2 separate regions of the Oryctolagus cuniculus genome follow, and region 2 is linked to region 1. Evidence: chromatin contacts called from public Micro-C data. All regions are on one chromosome and are shown on one strand. The core of a region is the stretch at or near the end of the contact, and the rest is flanking DNA. Distances in the headings are between cores, read along the strand shown.

Region 1 (2,583 bases), core at 32-2,531:
CGGAGGGTCTCCCCCTTGGGAAAGCAGGTGTCGGGGAAGGGAAGCTGGAGGAGGAAGGGCCCCGGGGCTGGCCCGGGTGTCGCTGCCTCCACTCCTCAGTCCAAGCCTTTCATCTGCGCCCCAGTGCCTCTGTCTCAAATCCTTACGGCCACTTCCTCCGGTGGGCCTGATGCAACAGCTGCAGGCATTTTCCCAAACACTTCGGTTCTATGATTAAAACTGGCTGGCTAGAGACGACAAGATAGAACCTGGACCCCAGACTGCCCCGCGAGGCCGGTGCGGGGCGGCCCCCGCGTCACGGCCACACCTCCCGCGCCCTTGCAGGCGACGCCAGCACCCGCTTCTCGGCCCCAGCGTCACCGTCCGTCCTGCCCGGGTCGGGGGCGCCCCAGTTCCCTGCAGCACCGCCGCGAACTGCGGTTCCCGGAGGGGCCGCACGGCATCTGCCGGAACAGACTAAGCGCTCGAACATCCGTGGAGCCGGAGACTGCCAGCTCGGCCTCCAAGCTCCCCGCCCCAAGGGCTGCGGGCTGGCAACACTGCTGGGCCGTCGGCGCTGCTGCGCCCCCACCGCCCCTTCCGAGGCCGCCGTCACGCTCCGTTCACGCGCGTCCCCCCGGGGAGACGGCGCTGCTCCAAGCAGGGCCGTCTCCGCACCCCGGCCCGGGCGCAAACTTCGCGGCGCGCACCGACGGTCGGAGCCCCGCGCGGTGGGTCTCGCCGCCAGGCCCCCACGCAGCTGCGCGGGGAAGCCGCCGCTGGGACCCAGCCAGGACGCGCGTCCCCGCCCCCGCAACACCCCGCCGGCCCGGATCAAGGTCGGCCAGGTCCTCGCCGCCTGCCCAGCAGCCCAGCGCCCCAGCGCCCCACAGGCCCCGTGGCCGGGTCTCCGAAGGGCCGAACCCTCCGGTCGGCCTCGGCTCGGAGGAGTAACTACCCTCTCGGGGACTCGGCTTCCCCGTGCCAAAGGAAGCGGACGGCGGCGGCTCCCGCGAGAAGTCGCGCGGGAACAGGAGCCGCGGGCCCCGCACAGCGCCTGGCGCCGAGACCCCGCCTGCGGCCGGGCCGGAAGGCCGCGCCTCTGTCTCTCCGGCCGCCCTCGGACCCTGCTCACCTCAGACTGTGGCTCCGGGACTCACTCACCTCACGGCCCCTCCTACCTCAGCGAGCAGCCCGGCCTCAACCGCCCCGACTTCCGCTGACCCGCCCCCCCCGGAAGCGATCCTTTGCAGCTGCGCACCGAGCCGCGCCCCCGCGCGCCCTCGGCAGGCGGGCCCAGGGCGGGGGCGGGGATGGGGGCGCGGCCTCTGAGGGGGCGGGGATGGGGGCGCGGCCTATGAGGGGGCGGGGCGGGGCACGCCCCCGTCCGCAGGCAGCGCCTGGAGATCCCCGAGGGTGCTGATTCGTCGCTTCCGGCGCGGGTCGCCGTCGCTTTGTTGCTTTTCACGTTTGTACGCCTTCGACTTCCGGAAGCCGAGGTCTGCCCAGCTCGGCCTTTAAAATATGCGGGGTCTGTTGCCCCCCACCCCGGGCTCTGGCGCTTCCTCTGCGTGGCCCTCGAGTCCGTGGGCCTCCCCCAAGAGAATGGGCTCCCCAGTCTTTGGGGCTTTCTTCTGTCTTAGCCTTTATCTCACCCTTAGACGCACAGCCACATGGCATATATATATGTGTGTGTATGTATATGTATATACATACACACACATATATATTTAAAAGTTTATTTATTTGAAAGGCAGAATGACCCAAAAAAAAAAAAAAAAAAAAAAGTGGGAGGGAAGCTGGTTCACTTCTCAAATGCCCGCAAGAGCCACAGCCCGCCCAGGCGGAAACCAGGAGCCGGAAACTCCGTGTGGGTCCCCCGCGCGGGTGAAAGTGTCCAGGTACTCGGGTATCCTCTGCTGCACACTGGGGGAAGGGGGTCAGAAGCAGCACAGCCCAGCACTATGGGCTGTGGGCAACCCACCCTGCGGCCCAGCCCACTGCACCACTGCACTGGTCCTACAGGCGGCACCTTCCAAAATCGGTTAGGCGGGCCAGACCCCAGAAGCCCTGGCAGAGAGACCCACACTGGTCAGACCAACTCCCTCACTCCTGGTCTCGGTGGCACCTAGTTCCTAGGCCACCGTTTCTTCTCTGACCCCAGCCTAAGGCCGTGCCCGGCTCCTGGGATGCAATCCCTTGGTCCCAATGCCTGAATCCCGTGTGCCCGGGCCGGCTTCATGGGTGAACAGCTTGTGCAGTCCCACAGAGCCCCATTTCCAGAACCGCACACTCAGCTCAGTGCTCTGCAGCTGCCCTCTTGAAATTACTAATGATTTCTACACTGGGGGTCTTGCATTTTCACTTTGCAGAGCCTTGCAGATACAAAGCTGGTCCTGGCCAGACGCCTCAGAGGACATCCGTCTTGGAAGAGTCCAGCTCTTTTTCCAGGACGGCAAATCATGCTTTGTTCCTCCCGGGTCCAAGCCTCATGCCGCCTCTCCTGGGTGTATAATTGTGGCGTCTCACCCGGCTCCCCTTGCAGAAGGAGGACGAAGCCCACCAACCTGGGCGTTTACTCTTCTGCTCCCAGGCCAGTAGCTG
Region 2 (2,583 bases), core at 35-2,534, 340 kb after region 1:
GGCTTCCACGTCCGCAGGCCGCGTTGGGTCCGCGGGACCTGTGAGGGCGCCGCCGCCGCCGCCGTCGCCGCGCCTCGTCACTGGGGGCGTGCCCGCCCCGGGGCGGGGACCGGAGCCTTGGCTGGGCTCCTGTGAGGCCGCGGCGCCGGGCCGGCGACCCTCCACCCGTAGTAGCGCTGTGCTGGGCGACTGGCGTCTCTCCCCGTTAACGCCCCTGCCATGCACGGACGGCGGAGCAACCATCAGAAAGGACCGCCAGGATTCTTGGCAGAGGGAGCTGGGGACATGCCGCCTAGGAGCCGGAGAGCCTCGCAGCCTCCGCACGACTGCTGCTGGCGTCCCGTTGCGTTGCCCTTCCTCGCACTTCCCCCACGGATGACATTACTGTACCACAGGGAACAGGGGCCGAATGGCTGTGAAGTCCCGCCTCCTGTTCTCCGGCGTACACAGCGTCTTTCCACGGTTTTGCCCCGTCCGTCACTGCAGGGCATCCCAGCACGTGGCTTGACCAGATTTCCAGCGGGGGGGGGGGGGGGGGGGGCAGTTCATTTTCCAGGGCATTTTTCAAACTTCCTGGGGAGTAGATGGACGCGGTGGACCTCTTTCCCTTATGGTCACCCCCGTATCAGCACCCACCCCGGAAGGAACCCGAATCCCAGCTGTTCCTTTCTGCTCCTTACAAACCTTCAAAGGTGGCCCAGTGCCTGGAATAGAAAGCACATTCTCTTTAGTGCCGAGTCCAGAGCCGGTCGGGTGCGGCCCTACCCTCCTCTTCCAGTGCCCCAGGCCTGCTCACTGTCCTTAAATCCCCTGCAGCTGTGTCTCCCTCCTTCCTGCCTTTGTCTCTGCGGGTGCTGTGTCTAGCATGGGGTGTCCTGGCTGAGGTGCAGCCATCCGCCTGGACCAAAAGGTCCTTGGGAACCGCATCCATTGCCTGTGGAGATGCGTTGTAGAAAGATGGCAAGAGTCCTGCTTTTTGAGACCGGGGTTGAAATTCCAGCTTGGCCACTGAACTAGATCGGGCAAGTTCCTGAGTCTCTCAGAGCCTCCCCCCCACACACACCCCGCCCCGCCCCGGGTTGATTTGAAGGCTTGGAAGGTAATGAGCTTCCTGAGCCAGGTGTACAGTAGCTAACAGTAAGTAACTGCTGTTCACGCTGGGCCTGTTTCTTGGCCCTCGCTTCTACTCTGCTACGTTGGTAGGGTAATGTTGGGTAGTCAAGAATAGCAAACTCTGCAAGCTTGGAGCTGCACCAAGGCCAGCCCATCCCTGGGAAAGGATACGGGCAGAATGCTCTGCTCGGAGCAGCAGGAAGGCACAGCTGCTGCCGAGTCACACTGGCTCCTGGAGGAAGACGCAGGAGGGGCCCGAGTTATCCGGAGGCCTGGATGCGCTAGGGAGGACAGGTACGTGGTAAGGTTCTGGCTCCAGACCCTGTGGGGACCCCAGTCCTGCGTATCCCTCATGCGCATAACTGCAAGGGCCAGAGTGGCTGAGACCCCCGCCCCCGCCTCCGTGGTGTCTCCCACTCCCTGCCATGCCCCTGCTGTCCAGGTCAGGGCCCTGGCACCCTGTGGAATGGAGAGGTGAGTGATCCAGAGGACAGGTGAGCAAGGCGCTGGGGACCTGTGCCAGACTGCTGAAGCTCCGGGTCTAGCCTGTCATCAGATAAGAGCTTGACAGGGCTGAGGCGTGGAATGGCCCGGAGCGGTCGGAGGGCTGGGTGCTGGGAGCAGAGGAAGTGCAGTCTGAGTGAGGCCCGGAGAAGGAGCCGTCCGATCCCGACACCAACCCACGGTGTCCCCGGTGGGATCACCTGCCTCCCCCGGGTCTAGATCAACTCTGGAGATGATCCTAGCCCCGTGTTCCCGCTCAAACAGGTCACATTGGCTCCACTTTATAGATGAGAAAACTGAGGTTCAGAGAAAACAAAGCCACACAGTCGGCAGAGTATAGCAAATGAGCCCAGGCGTGAGCTGAGCAAGTTCAAGCCTCGAGGCTCAGGCGCGTGCTGTGGATGTTAGGGGTGTTGATCGGGCGCTTGTCTGGGCATGGCCTTCTTGCCAGGAGCCCAAGAACAGGCCAGAGTGCAACTGCCCTTCTCCATGGCCCTCTATTCCCCTCCCACAGTCCCAGCTGCCTTTTCCCTACGCAGCCTGGCCAAGCCCTTTGGGCTGCAGCCAAGCACCAGCCTCTCCCTGCTCAGCCCCGCCGTGGCCCTCGGGGATTCTAAGGGGGAAGAGGAGAGCCCCCTGCTCCCCATCCTGCCACTCCAGTCAGGAGGCGGCGGAGACCTGCACTGGCCATTCTACAGACGAGTAAGACGAGGAAGGGAAGTAAGTAGCTCTCCTTCAAAAGGCCAGGGCCCAGACAGGAACTGAGGCTTGTCCCCCGCTCCTGGGACTTTCTGATGAGCCAGGGGTTGGGATTGACACTTGGGCTTCAGCTCAACTCAGCAGCCTGGAGGGAGATCACCACATCCTGTTCTCCAAATAAGGAAATGTGGGTTCCACCTCGGTCCGCAGCTTCAGTTCCCTCAATCGCAGGAGGGCTTTGTTCCTGGCCTACACCAGTCACAATCC

Evidence for each region. Hi-C and Micro-C count contacts between places; a contact is called where the count stands out from the background.
Region 2: a contact with region 1 is called in a Micro-C map of ear pinna, with 2.9 times the contacts expected there. The contact joins the promoter of LOC100342463 here to the promoter of MTFR1L in region 1. A contact is called at or near these places in 2 of 6 Hi-C or Micro-C datasets (ear pinna and an unstated tissue).

What each region holds. Positions count from the first base shown.
Region 1 is chr7:145,596,000-145,598,582 of mOryCun1.1, forward strand. It overlaps MTFR1L (mitochondrial fission regulator 1 like), which reads right to left and starts at 1,282. Exons shown (of 7, transcript XM_017346584.3): 1 at 1,144-1,282.
Region 2 is chr7:145,936,390-145,938,972 of mOryCun1.1, forward strand. It overlaps LOC100342463 (RH-like protein), which reads left to right and starts at 1,285. Exons shown (of 10, transcript XM_051856661.2): 1 at 1,285-1,407.